2 separate regions of the Ovis aries genome follow, and region 1 is linked to region 2. A link is a contact called in public Hi-C data. All regions are on one chromosome and are shown on one strand. Each heading gives the region's core, a stretch centred on a gene start, on an enhancer-like site or on the middle of the called end of the contact. The rest is flanking DNA. Distances are from core to core; before and after follow the strand shown. Region 1 holds the start of HNRNPLL (heterogeneous nuclear ribonucleoprotein L like). Region 2 overlaps GALM (galactose mutarotase).

Region 1 (5,057 bases), core at 1,579-4,078, 110 kb after region 2:
GACATGGAACAGACTGGTTCCAAATAGGAAAAGGAGTATGTCAAGGCTCTATATTGTCACTGTGCTTATTTAACTTATATGCAGATTACATCACGAGAAACACTGGGCTGGATGAAGCACAAGCTGGAATCAAGATTTCCGGGAGAAATATCAATAACCTCAGACATGCATCGGAGAAGGCAATGGCACCACACTCCAGTACTCTTGCCTGGAAAATCCCATGGATAGCGGAGCCTGGTAGGCTGCAGTCCATGGGGTTGCTAAGAGTCAGACACGGCTGATCGACTTCATTTTCACTTTTTACTTTCATGCACTGGAGAAGGAAATGGCAACCCACTCCAGTGTTCTTGCTTCGAGAATCCCAGGGACGGGGGAGCCTGGTTGGCTTCCATCTATGGGGTTGCACAGAGTCAGACAGAACTGAAGTGACTTAGCAGCAGTAGCAGCAGATATGCAGATAACACCACCCTTAGGGCAGAAAGTGAAGAACTAAAGAGCCTCTTGATGAAAGTGAAAGAGGAGAGTGAAGAAGCTGGCTTAAAACTCAACATTTAGAAAACAAAGATCATGGCATCCAGTTCTATCATTTCATGGCAAGCAGATGGAGAAACAGTAGGATCCAAAATCACTAGAGATGGTGACTGCAGCCATGAAATGAAAAGACGCTTACTCCTTGCAAGAAAAGTTATGACCAACCAAGCAGAGACATTACTTTGCCAACAAAGATCCATCTAGTTAAGGCTATGGTTTTTCCAGAAGTCGTGTATGCATATGAGAGTTGGACTGTAACGAAAGCTGAGTGCCAAAGAATTGATGCTTTTGAACTGTGGTGTTGGAGAAGACTTGAGAGTCCCTTGGACTGCAAAGGGATTCAACCAGTCCATCCTAAAGGAAATCAGTCCTGAATAGGGAAGGACTGATGTTGAAGCTGAAACTCCAATACTTTGGCCACTTCATGTGAAGAGCTGACTACTTTGAAAAGACCCTGATGCTGGAAAAGATTGAAGGCAGGAGGAGAAGGGGACAACAGAGGATGAGATGGTTGGATGGCATTACCGACCTAATGGACATGAGTTTGAGTAAACTCCAGGAGTTGAGTCAGACAAGACTGAGCGACTAATGTCAACTGAATCCATAGGTTGGATGTAGGCTTAGAGAACTTAAATATGTTCACTATCACACAAGATATTTGGAAAGTTTGTACAAGGCCATTGGGCTCTGCTCATTGTTCTCAGTGCTTCGTCAATGTTTCTTTATCTGAGGTTCCTCTTTGATACGTCTATTTTCATTTTATTGTAGTAATTAAAAAAATAAATTCCAATTGTTTTTTGATCAGCGTACACCTGCAGGCGCACACGAATTTGAGTCTAGCTGTACTGTGTTGTGAAAAACTTGCAATTGGATCCTAAAATGACAGCAGTGTAAATTATAAAGTACAAAACACTGTGGTGAAAGCACTGTCAGCAATAAATAAAAATGGCTTTCTTTGGGAGGAAATAACTGGAAAGAGAGAGAATAGGCTGGGGCAGGAAATGATCCACACCATTAGGAAAGGAAGAGCCATATTTAGGAAAGCATCTGAGGGACAAGGACATCTGAAACAAGTGAATTTTGGTCTTAGGCACTCCTCCAAGGGTTCAAGTCACAGAGGCAGTTAGGTTGCCTGAGCTTTGCCATTTCCTCTCCTGAAAGACATTGGACTTTTATTTCCCAAAGCCCGCTCATTCTGTTTTGCTGAGAGCATAACTTCTGTACAGGGGCCTGTTCAGGAACTGGCTTTGCAAAGATGAAAAGAGCCAAGTGCCTGTCTCCAAGCGCTTCTCGGCCTTAAAACAGAACATCCTAATAGGTAGGTATAAAGGGCCCTATTACAAGATGAGAAGCTTGCGGATGCCTCAGGTTTCCACAGAGGAAATGAGCTCTGTGTGGTCCAAAAGGCAGGCAACTCTTGATAGGCTTTCTTATCTCCCCAAAAGAATAAATGATCATGTGAAATATGAAACAAATAGATCGCCCAGAAAGGAAAGGATTGGGATGAAACTTTATATGGAAGTTTGAAATAAGTCCTCAGTATCTTCAGGAAAGAAGGGTCTAGAAGACCCAGGAGTGCTAACTGATCAAAAGGACAGTCTCCCCAGTGGAGCGTCTTCCTCAGGCTTGCACCTCAGGAAATGTTGACTGTTCTGGAATATCTAATTAGGGGAGGTGAGAGAGTCCACCCACTTGTATCAGATTTGAACATAACATGGGGAGAAGGCTACTTTCACGATTCTAAGCTCTTTTCTCTCTTCACCCCCTGTAGTTTCAGTGCTGTGTGAGGTGTATCGGCAGGAATGTTCTCTTTTGAAGAGAAGTAATAAAAGCATTTAAATTAGCGGGAGGGTGGTTAACACCCGCAGCTCTGGCCCCACAGCACGCCTCCTCGTCCGCTGGGGTTCACTCCGCACCTCCCCGAGGGCTGGCGCAATAGCGCTAACGGCCGCGGAGTAGCAACGGTTCCCGCGCAGCGCGCGGCGGGCGTTACGCGGTCAGGACTTGCAGGCCAGCCGCGAGTTCAGAAGGGCTTGGGAGGGGGTAGGGGGACGAGGCCGGTCCGTGGGCAGCTTTTGACGAACAGTCCTTACAGCCAATTGGAAGCCTGGTCGACTTTTCCTTCTGCCAATAGGGAGCGAGGCCCGGACTGGGGAGGGGGGCGCTTCCCGAGGGCTGCGGCTGGATTCGATCCCGGGCTGCTGCCTTGAAGGCGGGGGCGGAGGCTCGGCCTGGGCTGCGAGGAGCGGATTAGGGGAGGAGGGAAGACCGGAAGCCACGGTCGCGTCCCCATCCTTAGATTCGCTCCTCCGGGCTGGGAGCGGAGACGCAGGAGGAGGGAGAGGCTGGATGTCGGCCCCGTGATAAAGGGGAGCGGCTGCTCCGGAGCCTTTTCCCGGGGCGCCTCCTCATCCCGCCAGCCCTCCGCAGCCACCCGGCTCCTGGGCCCGGGGCCCCCGCGGACGATTCGTCCGCGCAGATCTTTGCTGGAGAGGCGCTGCCGGTGACGGGTACTGGCCGGCGGCGTCCGAGGCCCGCGCCCCGCCGCTACCCCCACCGGCCTGCCGGCCGGTCCCTCTGGCCGCCGCCATGTCCTCCTCCTCATCCTCCCCCAGGGAGACGTACGAGGAGGACCGGGATTACGAGAGCCAGGCCAAGCGCCTCAAGACCGAGGAGGGGGAGATCGATTACTCGGCCGAGGAAGGCGAAAACCGCCGGGAAGCGACGTCCCGGGGCGGGGGCGATGGCGGCGGCGGCGGCCGGAGCTTCTCACAGCCGGTAACAAAGCGTGGCGCCCCGTCAGCTGAGTCTGGCGGCTCCCTGGGAAGCAGGGCTCCGCGGCTGGGACTCGGCCTCGGGGCCTCTCTCCCTCCTCGTTTTCCCGTTTTGCGGCGCTGACCGGGTCGGGAAGCGCCGACTCTTCTCTTTCGGGCTTTTATTCTTCGTCCTACCTGTTTCCAGCATCCCGAACGCGAGTCCGGCCCCGGCCTGGCCGCAGGCCCCGCTGCGAGTCCACTGCCGGCCCTGAACTTAGGGAGGGTCGCGAGCGGGGGGCGGCGCGAGGCGTTGCTTCCGCTCTGGGGGGCTCTGATGCGCGAGTAGCCCTTTGTTAGTTTAACTCCTCAGGCGGTTGACGGGCGTCGGACAACCGGTTCCCTTCAGCCCCTAGCCCCCAGCCTGCAGCATCCGCGCGCTGGTCTAGATCGCAGGATGGTGGCGTCGGTTCCGCCCAGGGATCTCTAAGCCTAGATGCTGAGGAGAGCCTCGGCTCAGTGACAGATCACGCTGTGGGGCTCACAACCCAGTTCCCCTCAAGGTTTAATTAAAATTTTTTTATTCCTGCTAGGCCTGGCGCGCATGCTTTGCTCCCCAGTTTCATGGTTATTGCTCAGTACAGTTTTCGGCTCTTCGATTAAAAATAAAATGTGTTGGCAGGTGTTCGCACACCGCTACTTTAAAGTAAAAGGAATCTTAAATCTCAGTTTTTCCTGGGCAGTTTGTTCCCAATTTGTTCCATAAAACTGAAGTCAGAACTGCATCAGACACACGTTCCGAGATTCTTGTTTTTCGCATCAAAAAGCTTAAATAGAGGCAGAAGGAATGTGAAAATCGTTTCATCCGGAGCAAGTGGTAACTCAACTTCAGTTGAATGGAAACTTTAAGGACGCGAAGCAAAGCAAAAGTTTCTTTTGCCATTTTTGGTGGCACGTAAGCTGTCCTTATGACTTAGGTGTTCTTTAAACTTGTAACACATTCTGATTAAAAAAAAAAACTATACCTGAAATTTTCGAAATTGTGCACATATGTTCTAATATCAGATTAAAATGTTTTTCACCTTTTATAAGAGGCAGATTGGAAGTCAGAAGTCTTTCAGCTCTTGTTTGCATTTTAACGTAAAAAATTCTGGTCAGTAGAATGTAGAGTTTACAAAGAGGATAATGTTGCAAGACATTTAAAAAGGAACTTTGTCTTCCTCTAAATAGTTTTAGTATGGCTAGATACTGCTTTCAACTTCTGTACCTAGCTATTTGGAATATTCAGAGTGTAACTTGAAAGTGTGAATAAAAGTGCATTTCTTCTTAGGAAGTTTCAGTTCAAAATCAACTCCATCGTGGAAACTGAAAACAGAAATGTTGGAATATTATAACTGATATTTAGATGCATTGAATCAGCATATTTCTTTTGCCAAAAGGCTTGGTTGAGTTTTTGTGCAGCGGCATGAAATGTCTTCCATTGAGAGTCTTCAAGATACTTTAACCAGTTTACGAAAAATTGTTTTTGAAAACAGATTAAATATTAAGCCAATACTATTATTTTAGATGTTGGGAAGAAAATAATGTATAATTAATACATTCAAAGTGAGTTGTATTTAGTAGTGGAAGTAGCTCTGGGCAGGGCTTGGGGAGTCAGAAATCTTAGTATACAATGTGTGACCTTGGTAAAGTCAGTTAACTACTATTCCGAGTTCTCTTTGTAAAATGTGAAAGTTGAACTTTGTGCTTTCCATACCTGAAGTTGTAATTCAG
Region 2 (5,370 bases), core at 2,767-5,266:
CCTGTTTCCACCTTGACCTTTTCACTCAATTTATCTCGGAGATTGTTGCTAAATGTATGCCCGTATTTCATTGGACAACTCCACTGCACTCGTATTTTTCTCCATTTTTCTCTGATAATCTATTTAAAATTTCTTTTGGGGCTCACAATTGAAAATTTATATATTTTCCTAGAAAATTATCCATTTCATCTATATTACTCTCATGTTTATTTGCAGAGAGTTGAGAAAAGAAATAATTTATGATCCTTTCAGTTCCATCTGTCTGTGGTTATTTGCTTCTGCTCATATGTAATTCTGTGGACTGAATAGGTTATCTACTGTTATATTTATTTTATTGGGTTATTTTCCCCCTCAGTGAAGTGGCCCTTGGATTTAGGCACTACCTTTTCTGATTCTTTTCAAAATTATAGTTTCTTTTATTTTTGTTAATTTTTCTTTTGTTCTCTTGGATTTATTTTTTAATTCTTTTTCAAATATCTTGTATTAGATGCCTAACTCATTTAATTTCACAAGTTGTAATTAACATATAAGTAGTGCTAAAATTTTCTGAGTATTACTTTAATTATAGCACATGTAGGCAGTTTCATTACCAATAATTATAATATTATACTATTTATTTACTATATAGTCCTATATATTATGTATACATTTCCATTATACATAATTATTTTTCTGATATCCCTAATTCTGGGGTTTGGCTTCCTTTAAAAAAAGTTTTTTGGTTTTTTTTTTTTAACTTCCTTTTGTTTTTTTTTTTTGGCCATACCACTCAGCATGTGGGATCTTAGTTACCTAACCAGGGATCTAACCCGCAGCTCTTGAATTGGAAGGGTGGAGTCCTCTAACCACTGGGCCAAGAGTGAAGTCCCTTGACTTCTCTTTTGATCCAAGAATTATTAAGAGTTCAAACATTTCTAAGTCAATATTGGCTGCATTGTATTTTGTGAAAGTGCTAGAGGTTTTCTTCATGGTCTTAGATACAGCCATTTTGGGGTGAACTTTCATCGTGAACTGCACCCTTTATCATTTCCAAGTGTCTTCCTTTGTGTAACCGAAGGCTTTCTGTCCTGAAATCAGTCTTTTCTGATATTCAGATTGAGACCCTCTGCTCCTTGGGCTTTCACTCGCTTGGTTTGCTTTCGAGTGCTCATATTTTTAACCTTTCAAACCAAGTTAATCACTTGGTTTGTACATGGCATTCTGTTGGGGTTTTTTGTGTGAGACTGTTTAATAGCGGCTTATTAAGATGACATGGACTTCCCGGATGGCACTGGTGGTAGAGAACCTGTCTGACAATGCAGGAGACGTAAGAGACATAAGCGACTTGGATTGGACATAAGATCCCCTGGAGGAGGGCATGGCAACTCACTCCAATATCCTTGCCTGGAGAATTCTGTGGACTGAGGAGCCTGGTAGGGCTACAGTCCATAGAGTCACAAAGAGTTGGACATGACTGAAGCAACTTAGCACGCATGCATTAAGAAGACATACGTATATTCTAAGTGTTCTTTGTCACTGTGTTTATGAACTCTAGTTGCTTTAAAAAAAAAAAAAAACTTTTACAATATGGTCTGTGTTTGTGAGATTAAAAGATGCTTACTCCTTGGAAGAAAAGTTATGAGCAACCTAGATAGCATATTCAAAAGCAGAGACATTACTTTGCCATCTAAGGTCCGTCTAGTCAAGGCTATGGTTTTTCCAGTGGTCATGTATGGATGTGAGAGTTGGACTGTGAAGAAGGCTGAGCGCTGAAGAATTGATGCTTTTGAACTGTGGTGTTGGAGAAGACTCTTGAGAGTCCCTTGGACTGCAAGGAGATCCAACCAGTCCATTCTGAAGGAGATCAACCCTGGGATTTCTTTGGAAGGAATGATGCTAAAGCTGAAACTCCAGTACTTTGGCCACCTCATGCGAAGAGTTGACTCATTGGAAAAGACTGATGCTGGGAGGGACTGGGGGCAGGAGAAGAAGGGGGCGACTGAGGATGAGATGGCTGGATGGCATCACTGACTCGATGGATACGAATCTGAGTGAACTCCGGGAGTTGGTGATGGACAGGGAGGCCTGGCGTGCTGCAATTCATGGGGTCGCAAAGAGTCGGACACGACTGAGCGACTGAACTGAACTGAACTGAATAATTTAGAAACTTTTATTTTTGTTTTAGTGGTTACATCTATATACAAGAAACTTCAATATAATATACTCAAATCTCTGTTTCTTAGAATCTTCTGAACTCCTTCCTCCCCTTTTCTCTGCTTCCTGAGTCGGGTTTCTGACACTTTCTAATGTAAATCTAATAATGGCACTTCTTTTCCCAGTAGATGGTGCTAGAGATACAATGTAAAGAGCTTACTTTACAAATATCCACACTGAGTTCAGTCAAGTCCTCTAAACCCTGAGCAGTTCTAAGGGCTGAACTTATCGGATCTCTAATGTCAAATCCTGGGTGGTAGTGACCCCAACGGGGTGTAACTACTGTCCTCTGAAGTCTGGGTGACCAACCACCTCCTGTACCAATTTTAAAAAAGACAACCGTTAGAATGGGGAAAAGCAGCTGTTTTCATGGGTTCAACAAGATTTCAATCTTACCAACACATATTCCAAGTGATCATTTATGTTTTGCTTTCTTTCCTAACTTTAAATGGTGCTCACAATATTTAGTGCTTTCTTAAAGCCATATTTGACTCAAAATCTAACCCTTTTAAGATAGTCCTAATGTGATTGCCTGAGTCAGTCAAGATTATTTACTGTTCTTGAGTTTAAAGAAAAAAGAAAGTCATGGAATTTTCATGAAGGAAGCACCCCAGGTCACCTTTCATGTCTATTAACCTGATATTGTGCTGTCTACAAATCAGCGTTCACTTTAGCTTTTCTCTCTGTAAAACAAAGCTGCTGTTATTTGTTGCCCTCCACGTTACATGGAAATATTTGATAAATGATATCCCTGAACATTTTCAGGAAGATGGCATAAATAAATGGGCCAAATTTCAGGAAATACATACATATATATAACACAAGCAGAGCATAGAGGGGGTAAGAAATCAAGAACAGCAGAGAAGTCCTGACTCAAAAATTAGACAATGGGGATAATCCTAAAGTGAGATTTTTGCTAAATGGGAAGAAAAAGAGAAGGTTCCAATAGAATCTTTCGCAGCGTTATGCCCTGACACACTCCCTCATGTGCTTAGTGGTAAGGCATATGAAAACTTTAGTATTTGTCTCCCAGATTCGCTATGTCTTTGGACTCTGTCTTATAACTGGAATGAGCTTTCTGGCCCCCCACACCATTCTGGCAAAGTCCTCTAGGGTATTTAAGCATGCTTGCTCTCCAATGCTGTTTCCTCTGTGAGGGCGTATATCATCCACAGCTAGAAATGACCCGCTTTTTCACTTTGTTCATCCTCCTTTGAACATACTTTCCCCCAAACATTCATCACATTACGGCATAACTCTAGGATTATACCAAGCTATATATCTATAGGGAATGTGAGCCCCTAAAGAGCAGGGACTGTATGTGTCCTACTGATTTTTGTGTCTTCTGAGCATTAAGCAGAGCCTTTACTTGATTGAAAACCTGATGAATGGATCAAGTAAACAGACAAAAACACAGGGGCAACTGTGAATGTTGTAGCATCCTGTGACAAAGTCAGAATGAAAGGTTTAGAAAGAGCCTTAGGAATTACCTCATCTAGTCCCCTCGCTTTGCAGATGAGGTTGGGACCCAGACAGCTAAAGGGACTTGCCCGAGGTGACGCGTCTCCATTGTGTCAGAGTCTCCAGGCCCCCTACACAGGCACTTTTCACCTCCCCTTGGATGGACTTGGCTGCAGCACCCCCCACCCTTAACCCTAAATACTCTTGCTTTTTCTAAGAATTTGGAAAATGAATGTGCAGTTCTTTCAATTTGTGTTTATCCGCATATGTGAGTTCCTGCTCTGGTGCTAAGAGTAGAAGGAGATGTCAAAATAGCTCTCTCAGCAACGCTGAGTGTACAGAAAATGAAGCGGAAATGAAAAGGGTGCCTTCAGAGAGGATGTCACATCACCAGACTTCGGTTTTGAAGCCACCAGAAGGCTATGGTGTCAGCAGAGAGAAGCTGTTTTCTTTTTCTTTGGGCCACACTCCAAAGGCATATGGGATCTTAGTGCCCCAACCAGGGATTGAACCTGCATCCCCTGCATTTGAAGCATGAAATCTTAACCACTGGACCACCAGGAAAGTCCCCAAGAAGCTGTTTTCTGATGAGGATTTCTTACTATCCTGAATAAGGTTGGATGTGTGCTAAGGTCTGAGCAGCAATGCCTGGCAGCTGCTGGGCCCTGACCCAAAGATATGGCATTATAGCTCTGGGACAGGGGAGTGGCCTGAGGCAGTACTTCTGTTTCCCCATTTCAGGGAAAGTCTGATTGCAAGCCCAACTAAGGACCCACTTGAGGTTGCTGTCATGAATTCTGAGTGAGACAATAGCTTTATGGTGGCAGCTACAGAGAGTATGGAGGGGTAGGACTAGTCAGGGCTGGGCTTTGTTAGGAGGACACAAGTGCACAAAGAGAGGGGATGGGCATTGAGAGCATAGGAAAAAGGCTGACCCTAATAATGGACTTTTGATCTCAGTAGGGAAGGAGGTGAGGAACAGTGAAAGGGTGGTAGGATCAAGTGACTACAGGCTCTTGTAGCACTGAAGAATTATTGAAGCTGAAACAGACATCTCACATTATGATAATAGAAGGCAGCGATAAGAGGTAGTGACAAAGTCGGGGATATGACTCACAGACCATAGGAGTGAGTAGCTGCAAAGCTTGGAGGACAAGATCATTGCAAGAGGATGTCAAGAAGCTGAAAGGTCATGGTATCATCAATACGGATAATAAAATAATTAAGAATTATGACAAGAGTGTTGTTGGAGTGACAGTGAGCCAGGAATAAGGTCGAGTCTATAGAGCAGCTCAACAAAGAGAGCTCATGGGGGTGTCACTGTAGCAGCTACAGCTGCCTCATTCTTGCAAGAGAATGTGGACCTGAGCAGTGGAAACAGGACTCTCTAACATTCCAGATCTCTGTCACAAGGCCTGAAATCTTCCTCTATCTGCATTCCTGATAGAGCTATAATTGCCTGCTCTCTGGAAGTAAAGGAAAAAGTCACCCTTTATGAAACTCATCTGTCTTGATTCATACCTCTTCTCTCAAATGAGGGATTCTTATAGGAACTTGGCCTTTTCCCCATGACTGCTTGTGGCATACTGCATTTTTCAAAGATGGCCACTCCAGGACAGAGCCATCCCACAGGCTCTACTTACAATGTGATGCTGACACTCCTTCATCGAGAGGTGGAGTCTTGTTTCCTCCCTTAAGCCTGGATGGACCTTTGTA

The links. Hi-C and Micro-C count contacts between places; a contact is called where the count stands out from the background.
Region 1: a Hi-C map of omental adipose tissue shows a contact between it and region 2, with 2.5 times the contacts expected there. The contact joins the promoter of HNRNPLL here to the enhancer-like site in region 2. A contact is called at or near these places in 3 of 16 Hi-C or Micro-C datasets (blood, mixed tissues and omental adipose tissue).

The regions. Positions count from the first base shown.
Region 1 is chr3:85,557,314-85,562,370 of ARS-UI_Ramb_v3.0, forward strand. HNRNPLL (heterogeneous nuclear ribonucleoprotein L like) reads left to right here and starts at 2,829. Exons shown (of 14, transcript XM_060412256.1): 1 at 2,829-5,057.
Region 2 is chr3:85,447,890-85,453,259 of ARS-UI_Ramb_v3.0, forward strand. All of the region lies in intron 4 of GALM (galactose mutarotase), which reads right to left. Among named protein-coding and RNA genes, the nearest start is that of SRSF7, 25 kb to the left of the region's middle. Within about 2 kb of position 4,017, at least 8 of the 54 cell types and tissues checked have an H3K27ac peak or open chromatin away from gene starts, as enhancers often do.